Linked DNA regions of Mus musculus: regions 1 and 2 are each linked to region 3. A link is a contact called in public HiChIP or PLAC-seq data. All regions are on one chromosome and are shown on one strand. Each heading gives the region's core, a stretch centred on a gene start, on an enhancer-like site or on the middle of the called end of the contact. The rest is flanking DNA. Distances are from core to core; before and after follow the strand shown. Region 1 overlaps Exoc4 (exocyst complex component 4). Region 2 overlaps Chchd3 (coiled-coil-helix-coiled-coil-helix domain containing 3). Region 3 overlaps Exoc4 (exocyst complex component 4).

The links. HiChIP or PLAC-seq counts read pairs in DNA pulled down with a chosen protein or histone mark.
Region 1: a FOXA1 HiChIP or PLAC-seq map of pancreatic cancer cells shows a contact between it and region 3. The contact joins two enhancer-like sites. A contact is called at or near these places in 4 of 484 Hi-C or Micro-C datasets (the G1E-ER4 cell line, bone marrow-derived macrophages and cortical neurons) and 2 of 115 datasets of contacts at active chromatin or transcription factors (microglia and pancreatic cancer cells).
Region 2: a FOXA1 HiChIP or PLAC-seq map of pancreatic cancer cells shows a contact between it and region 3. The contact joins two enhancer-like sites. A contact is called at or near these places in 1 of 484 Hi-C or Micro-C datasets (the N1E-115 cell line) and 1 of 115 datasets of contacts at active chromatin or transcription factors (pancreatic cancer cells).

What each region holds. Positions count from the first base shown.
Region 1 is chr6:33,398,179-33,401,306 of GRCm38.p6, reverse strand. The region is part of intron 7 of Exoc4 (exocyst complex component 4); the gene reads right to left. Among named protein-coding and RNA genes, the nearest start is that of Gm38785, 43 kb to the left of the region's middle. Within about 2 kb of position 1,581, at least 14 of the 459 cell types and tissues checked have an H3K27ac peak or open chromatin away from gene starts, as enhancers often do. A contact at or near this core is called in pancreatic cancer cells, where this site is marked.
Region 2 is chr6:32,979,782-32,982,822 of GRCm38.p6, reverse strand. All of the region lies in intron 3 of Chchd3 (coiled-coil-helix-coiled-coil-helix domain containing 3), which reads left to right. Among named protein-coding and RNA genes, the nearest start is that of Chchd3, 79 kb to the left of the region's middle. Within about 2 kb of position 1,357, at least 17 of the 459 cell types and tissues checked have an H3K27ac peak or open chromatin away from gene starts, as enhancers often do. A contact at or near this core is called in pancreatic cancer cells, where this site is marked.
Region 3 is chr6:33,945,786-33,948,838 of GRCm38.p6, reverse strand. All of the region lies in intron 17 of Exoc4 (exocyst complex component 4), which reads right to left. Among named protein-coding and RNA genes, the nearest start is that of Gm13853, 45 kb to the left of the region's middle. Within about 2 kb of position 1,723, at least 30 of the 459 cell types and tissues checked have an H3K27ac peak or open chromatin away from gene starts, as enhancers often do. A contact at or near this core is called in pancreatic cancer cells, where this site is marked.

The sequences.
Region 1 (3,128 bases), core at 332-2,831, 550 kb after region 3:
ATCTAGATCACATGTGCTAATCCTAAGGCTCAGGGGTTGTGGCAGAAAAAGGTATGGAAGGATCACAAGACCCATAATGTGGATGACTGCAAGAAAACAGTGGCTTTCAAACACCACAGAGAAGTTGCACCAATGAATTCTCAGCAATTGAGCTAGCACAAACAAGACCTGAGCTGGCTCAGGCCAGACAAATCCAGCATGAAGAAGGGAGGTAAGCATAAAGTCTCACCACCGACAAAAAAATGTTGGCAGTTAATAGCTAATAAAAAGTGAGGTGTTTTTCTTAAATGGTACATGACCAAATGGGTGATTACATTCCAGTGAAGTCCACATACACAAGAGTATATGTGCAGAACCAACTATAACCAACTGTTTAAAAAGTCAAAAAGGTATTAAACCAATTTGGATGGTTAAGGAATGTGGAGAGGTGAGTGGAGGGGATGATGACAATCAAAATGCATTACATGGAATCTTCAAAGAATTAATAAAATTAAAAATATAAGAAACAGTAAGAATACTGGAACTGAGATAGGTAGGCTATTACACAAATGACCCTTAAAAACTTTACACTGTATAATAGACCAATACACAAAGGCAATGTAATGAACAATCTCATTTATAGAGAGTATAGAGAAAAAAATAGATATATGGAGTCAAAGGGAAGTTGGTGGTTACCAAAGGTTGAGAAAAAGGAAAAGGAGACACTGGTGATGGTGATTGACAGTTGATGACCAACTTCCTTTCTGAATGACAAACACATTCCAGTTTTAGAAAGTGTTGATAATTGAGAGAATATTAAAATATTAAAAGAAACTAATACTATCTTCTAAAATGATATTTTACTAAAGGTAAATTGTATCTTAACTTTTTAAAATTTCAAATTATTTAAAATTATACAAAAATGTTGGTTCTAATACTCAATAAAATAAATTAACTAACAAAAGGAAGGAAGGAAATTTCATAAACAAATGGAAGGCTGATAATTTCCTAAAGAAATATTTTAAATAATGTTCAAACCATTATTGCAAAGAAGTTTTATACTTGGTTCATTATTTTAGGTCCAAGGAAAACATCATTAAAATTGATTATCACACAACATAAAAAGCCATGTTTCTGTCAATTCTTTCCCTAATAGCCTAAGACTCCATTGTTTCAATACTATTGTACTTATTAAGTCATTATCCTACCCGCTTCTCCTTTATCAGTCTTTCCAACCCAACTATTAATAACCTTGATATTTATCCTGCAGTCATCTCTCCCTTGGTTAGTACTCACCCTGATCCTTCAGCTTTTCTGGGGCATCAATACACCTTCAGTTAAACTGAGATTCATTACACAAAGTATTTAAGTTTTAGCTATCTCAAAATGTTCATACAGTAACGTGAAAGCAGGAAAGGTGAAAGGATAAACAAAAACGAAGGACTATATAATAATCACTGCAAGTAATCTTATCAAAATAGCATTGAGTCCAAAAACACTGTAGAAAACAAGGAAATATATTCAAGTTACAGTGGGTATTTGTGGAACAAACACCAAGTGGCATAGTCATAAAACATACTGTGGTGGTTTGAGCAAGAATGGCTCCACAGGCTGATATATCTGAATGCTTAGTCACCAGGGAGTGGAACTGTCTGAAACAATTAAAAGATTAGGAGGTGTGGCCTTTCTGGAATAAGTGTGGCCTTGTTAGAGAAAATATATCAATGAGAATGGGCTCTGAGGTATCAAAAGCCTATGACAGGCCTGCCTGCCTCTCCCTCTCCCTCTCTGTCTCCATCTCGCTCTGTTTCTCTGTGTGTGTGTGTGTGTCTGTGTGTCTGTGTGTGTGTGTGTGTGTGTGTGTGTGAGAGAGAGAGAGAGAGAGAGAGAGAGAGAGAGAGAGAGAGAGATGTATGATTCAAACTGTAGCTCTCAACCTGCACCACCGTGCCTGCCTTAATGCTCCCATGTCCCCATGCTCCCACTATGATGATAACAGACTAACCCTCTAAAACTGTGAGCAAGCCCACAATTAAATACTTTCTTTTATAACAGTTGTCATGGTCAGGATGTCTCTTCACAGCAATAGAACACTGACTAGTACACAGACAAATACTGATACAGAAAAACTAAATAACTTGATAATTATGTTAAACAAGTTTTCAAGCCCCAATTACGAAAATCAAAGTTTCCTGATTTATAAATCCTGTAAATTTTTGACCACCAAGTTTGTGCATAACTCATCAAAGCTGCCTAAACCACAAGGTTTTTTTAAGAAATGATGAGGGCTCACTTACTAAATATAATAAAATGGTGCATATAGCAGTCACTGATCTCTGAGGGACACATTCAGAGGGACACATGTCAACTGGAGACTCATGCTTATGCCTGCTGAAACAACAGCACTTAGTTGTCCATAGAGAACAAGGTCAAGAGCGAAGGAAGCAAGGAATCGGGGACAACTCTGTCTGAAAGTCCACAGAAGGAAGGCTCCCTTGGAGCTCAGCTTTGTTGGCCTTAACTAGAACTTAATCTACCACATAAGACAACAGAAAGCATGACTGCTCCTCACAGCAGACCAAGTGAATAAAACAGGGAATTTTAAAATCAGGACATTCTCTAGGCTGAGGTTTAATAATCCATAGTCATACAAATCACTGTCAAGTGCAATCCAACACTTCTAAGGACTGCATTTTAAGCTTCCATTAGACTGGAGCACTTTTACGATGATCCTATCAGTCATAAGTTGAGAAGTTAAATACCCTATTTCTCAGACTCTTGAAAGCATCACAGACTGAAAGCAAATAATGAAAACACTAGGTAGTTATGTCTCCCATCTTTTTTCTATAATAAGAAAATAGATTCTCGCCTGAAAAATCTACCAACTGACTTTTCTACTCCTCTTAACCAGAATTATTATGATTATAGCTAGAATAATTTCTCTATCTAGGAACTTCTATATGAAAGGAGCATAATTTCTCTACCTGGGAACTTATATAAGAGGAAGAACAATGGAACAGAAGTTACACTTGCCCTTTGAAAATACATTAAAGAAATATTTGACTGCCAGCATCCTGAATACTAAGTTCCACATGGCAATCAGTGAAGAGGACTGGCAAAAAGATCTCAGGAGACAAGGTATGAAGGTC
Region 2 (3,041 bases), core at 108-2,607, 970 kb after region 3:
GGAGTACAGCTCCCCTGAGGGATTTTTATGAGAAATAAATGAAATTGTGTGTGTAAACGTGTTAAAATATGTGGGTGGCATTAGAGGGTTCTTTGTAAGTAGCAGCTATTATATTAGTAGACAGTGTTATACATGTAAAAATGTACATAATATGTATGACTTACAAGTTTAAAAAATCTCCCGTGCTACAGAGAACACAGTGAACAGAGTAGGGGGTGAAAGGACCACAGAGGTCTGGCGTCTTTTGTTAGAGTGCATTTAAATCATGTTTTGTGAGAAGCTCAGAGCAAAGCCTGAATGTTAAGCCTGCCTCCTGTAGGTTGATTCCCTGTCTGCGTGCTGTAATCTACACATTAGACTTTAAAAACAAAACAAAACTTGATTTGTACTATAATTCAGGCAACTTCTTTTTTTATAAAGTCTTTGATGTGAATTCTGTATAATAATTTTTAATTCTTGAAGTACATTTATAGTTGAACTTTTGAGTCAGAGATAGAAATATCAAGTGAGGATATAGTATAATTCCTGTATCTGACAATACTGTGTTGTAAACTAGGATTTGTTAAGAGGTTAAACTATATGTTAATTTTACACGCAGCAACATTGGTATTAATAATAATAATGGAGGAGTTAGAGAGATGGCTCAGTGATCAGAAGGTATGCTGCTCCTGCAGAAGACCCACTCTTGGTTCCCAGCACTTAGGTCAGTTGGATCACAAATGCCTGTAACTCCAGCTGCAGGGGATCCGACCCCTCCACAGGCACCTGCCCTCAAATGCACATACCCACAGATAGGCGCATGCACACAATTAAAACTAAATAAATCTAAGATAATTAGGGTTGGAACGCTTTGGAAAATGACAGTGATGCTAATGGCCGTGATGGTAGCGTGGCTTCATGGGTGTTTACTTATTTCCAAATTCATAGAAATGTTTATATTAAGTAATGTGCAGCTCTTTTATGTCGATCACATATTAAGTGTCGTGGAGAAAGAGAAATCCTGGTGAGGGAATGCACTGGAGTTATCCTCAAGAGGGTGTCAGCAATTCCACTTCTTTCTTTTTATCTGCATACTTTCACCATCTCTTTTCATGTTTAAGGTGAAAATTAAAATAAAATCCAGTATATGACTTGGTGTGGCATTCAGATCAATTCATTTTTATTAGAATTTGCTTTATTTTTTTTTAAACATGGTTTCAGAGGGACTACTAGAAATAAAGTATCTGCCAAGGAACAACTTGTTGGCTGATGGATAGTGTCAGGGAAGCCTGAAAATTGACTGCTGTGGAGCAGTAGTGGGTGCCGGAGTTGTCGCTGTGCTTCCTCTGCGTGCCAAGGTGACTTTTACTAGATGGGACAGTTGGCTTAGGGCCGGATAGGCCTCGTCAGCACTTCTCACGTTTCCTGAGGGTGCGGAGTTAAGCATTTGAGGCCATCTTTCTTCAGAGGAGACTGATGTGGATTAGAGGCGCGTGTTTAACTAGTGAATCATGGGATTGCACTGTGCCCGACGATACAAATTTGATTCTTAAGAGGCTGCTTATCCTTTGTTGAAGGGGATTCAGGATTAGTTTCGCAGTGTTCCTCTGGAGAGGGATTGTCCTGTTTCCTTACACAGCTTCATTAGACCTGCAGCTTTCCGTTGATGGTCTGAAAGCCATATAGGTCTTTCCTTTCCTCACTTGGTTGTCCTGCATCCTTATGATGTACCCCGCTGCTGCTCTGTCCCTGTGGAACATTGCCTTTGTTTGATTGTGGTCTACAGTTTGTTCTTTGTGTACACAGTGACTTCACAGTGCCTGTAATACATGGGGCCTGTGCTAGAGCACAAGTTTCTTTTTAGAAAAGTGTAGCCAATCAAGAAAAGATGATATACAAACACTATTTTCATAAGCATTAGTTTTCAATTTAGTCCACCCCCATTGCCAGATCAACCCATCCAGTCTTTATTGTGGTTTTATTTTGTTTGATTCAGGGTTTCATTATGTAGTTCAGGCTATCTATACTCAAGTTCCCTGTCCTCTTGCTTCTGCCTCTGCCTTCCACTTTTGGAATCACGGGCTTGGGCCACCACATCTGCCACCTGCACTCTAGCTTTTAATTTATTAACTTTATTCTAAAGTTCTTTAAGTCACTCTTAAAATGTAACGCTATGATTAAGACCTTTAAAAGTGGAAGGGTCCGTGGTCCATTGGAGGTTTGTCACCAGTGTTGCTCATTGTTGAACTGTTTTCTTTTCCCCCTTTCATTTCCTGTCTCATTTCCAATAACAATTTCTTCAAAAAGCCTGAGAGTGGGGTGAGCCAGTGGATTTTTTTTTTGGTGTAGCATAAGAATACACAGAGGTGGACTCAGTTTTAAGGATGCTCCTAAGAGTATGTTTGGGGTCCATCTCTGTCAACTATTTAGGTGGGTGTGGTGTGGGGAGATGGAATGTGGAGACTTTCTCAGTTACAGGTCTGTTGGCTGATCACACACTGCTGGCCACCCAAGGACATGTTTCTTGGCTCTTCAGGTATTTTCAGTGAGGGTGGTACAGAGGTGGGTCTCGGCCCAGATGAAGTAGCAGATGGAAAGAAGGAGAAGCCTCTTTGTCACAGACAGAAGGGGACAGCCCTCCTCAGCGGGAGCAGCTTCTTGCAGGAGGTCTCCACAGTAGCTCACAGGCCACCATCTGTACATTGGTACTTGTTGCCACTTGATCATGAGATGCCACCAGCTTAAGATGTATCTTGATTTCTTATGTGCATATTGTGTGTGATAAGATAGCCTAAGTTCCAGAAGAAGACAAAGGAAGAGTTGGAAGAGAGGTGATAATTAAATGACAGCTTTCTCTGAAGCCAAGGGCAGACTGGAGCCTGTAAATTGAAAGGCTTCTTATTTTTCTAGGCTGGATTGATGAGAAAAGATGCACACGTAGTCATAGATTGTGACAATTTTTAAAATACAGAGAAAAAAATTCTGAGGATAAGAAGAAAATTGTAGAAGTTTTAAGATGGAAAGAATAGATAATTTGTAAAGAAAACAGGATCTGGGTACTA
Region 3 (3,053 bases), core at 474-2,973:
GAGCTCTTTCGGTATGTCATGGGTTAGTGTGAAGATGCTATTCTTGGACATTTAAATCATTTCACCTGTAACTGCCCAGATGTTTTCCCAGTCTTACCTGTCCTTGCTGTGTGAAGGTGAACATTCCACATTGTTGTGGGAGCACAGCAGAGTCTGCTATGCCTTGTGTGCATGAGGATTCATGAGAAACCAACGGACTGATGTCACCATGTACACAATTACCGGTTAGTGCTGGGAAGGCACAGGGTAAGGCCTTATTTCTTCATGGACAGAAACAATCCCTAAGTCCCTCAAAGGCAATTATTACAAAAAATTGTTTTACACGAATGATTAGTTTTTCCTTTGAACATTTCCAATCCTGCGTTCTTTTTCTTATATTACTTATATTTATCAGATCTTGCTTCCTTTTAGCCCCTTAGTAGCAGTATCTATTTTTGGGTGTCCCCCACTACCCCAGACTTTCCCAAGGGAGCTGCATCCTTCTTTTCCAGCTGTGACAGGTTCATCTCTGAGTTGCCTCATGGTCCTGACTTCACTGTTTGTCCAGGTTTGTCCAGGATCGACTGAGTCTCACTGCTATTTTCTTTCTTTCTTTTGTTTTTTGTTTTTTGTGTTTTTTTTTTTGCTTTTTTTTTTTTTTTTTTTTTTTTTTTTTTGCTTGAACACGCATTTGATTGTTAGTTCCCTAGCAGGACATGATCAGTGCTCCTGTGCCTGGGAGGGCAATGGGAGTGGTGTGAAAGGTGCCCATAGGTGGAGTTCTCTGGGGGAACAGCTGGGATTCCAACTGTCTGGCCGTTGTTTTCTTCAATCTTGCATTAGAAGGTTATGTATTCTGGAGTGCTGATGCTCTCTATGTATTTCCTAACATGGAACCTTCACAGTAAATGTTGTAATCTTTGTGAAGGGAGGGAAGCAGTATCACGGTCTTTCTTTCCACTCTCACTGTTTTCCTTTCTGTCTTGTGTTGGTAAGCTTTGCATGTGTTCACATCTCCAGGGCTCCAGTGCTCTGGGTTTCAGGAATATGTCTCTGTCTCTGGTTCAGTGGAAACCCATTTCCTGTTTGTTTTCACTTGTGATTCATTCCTGTCTGGCTGTGCAGTCTACCACAGGGTACCTGACATTAATGCGGACCTTGTAGGCATTGTCAAAAGTGTCATGTGAGACACTGTCATATGACACACACACTCCCCCCTCCCAAGACGGTGTCTCACTGCATAGCTCTGGCTAGAGTTCCAAATTGGCAGTAACTTCCCAAATAGTGCTAAAGGAGGAAAGATACTACTTACCTGTGGGACCTAAGTGGCCACACTGGGAGGAGGAAGAGGCTATTGAAGCTACACAGAATAGCTTTTCATTCCAGAAACTAAAGAGACTGTTGGGCCCACTGTGGTAGTCTATGGTAAACTCTTAAACATGCAGGATTCTGTAAGTCCCTAGGTGCTGTCTCATTGACAGCTACCAGATTGCACAGGTAGCAAGGTGACTACCATAGTCCCCCCACCAAAAGGCTGGTGAGCTCAGGCTAGGCTGGTCTTAGCTGGCATCCTATCCTTTCTGGGAAAGTGATAATGAATTCTGCCAGGAGAGGGTGTTAGATGGCTCTGAGCCTGGCAGGGTGACAACATCTGCACCTTGATGTGGCATGGAGAGGTGCCAGTCAGCCCCATTAGCAGCAGGAAGGCGGTGGCAGGGGCAACAGCTTGTATGTGATGGTGATGACAGCCACAAACAGTGAGACTGGGCTGGGAGCCTCAGACACTGAGACAGTCACTGGGCAGTGACAGCAGCTGTAGCCACAGGAGAAAGTGCTGACAGACACAGGCCACACATGCCTAATGCCTTAATGTAATAGAGCAAAATTGCTTTCTATACATAAGATATTGCTTTCGAGGTGATGTGGTTATAAAGAAAGACTTCAGCAAGTTCAAATATGCTCTCTGTCAAGGAGCCGTTTTCTGATTTCAAAGGCAAAAGACCTAGGAAGCCTTTGTTTCTATCTCTGTATTGCCAATCCCCAGCCTTACCTTTCAGAGAGTTAACTTTTTTCTAGGAAAGTCAGTGTCTGTAGCAGGATATGTTCTTTGTTGTTGTCGGTGGCGATAAAGAGTCCTAGACCATATTCCCAGAATGCTGTGGTCACTGGGGGATCACGCACAGAGCATTTTATGCCATGCCTATAAACTCACTTGTTAAAATGACCATAGATAGCTGAGAGATTCAGCAACAGATGAAAACGTACAACACAAAGCATTGCAAACAGGAAACAAAGGAATTCCATCACACTTCCTCAGCACCTTGAATTTGATGGAGCTAGTCATACAGGGGAGAATTCCTTCATTTGCAAATAGGATTTCCCGTTCTAGTGTGAGACAGTTTTCCAGCTTTGAGGAGCTGCCCATCAGACTTTGAACTAGGGACAGCCGCCCCACTCTCCCAAGTTCAAAGCACTCTTCCTTTAGCTGTAAGTTGCACTGTCCTAATTAGCTCTACAACAATAGTACCGACCTTACCAGGATTCCTGAAAAGATTCCCTCATTTCCAGACTCTGCCTGCCTTGCCTCAACAATGCAGGTTTGTGCTCCCCTCCCCAACTCTCTGCAGGGTGGGAGTGGGGCAGAATAGTTGCTAATCACTCTCAGTTTCTGTTCCTTTTGTTTTTTCCAGGTAATCAGCTTTATCAAGATAAACTTTTCCTAACACACCACTCCCCATCTCAGGTATTCCATACACCAGGGGTTTCCATATTTAAAGTATGTGGGCTTATCACCACAGTGAATTTTACATTTTTATTTTCTTAAAAAGAAATCCTGTATTCTTCATCACCCTGCCTCCAGTTCCCAACAAGCCCTATGCAAGCACTAGTTTACTTTCTGTCTCCTACACGGTGTTTCCTATTCTGGTCTTTTTATAATTGGAGACATGTAGTCTCTTTAAAAACTCATTTAGAATAATATTTCATAAATCCTTCATGTGCATACAGAATCTATTAGTGATTCAGTCTTATCACACCACAAATTGTGATGTATGGCTATGTTATATATGAAAGTC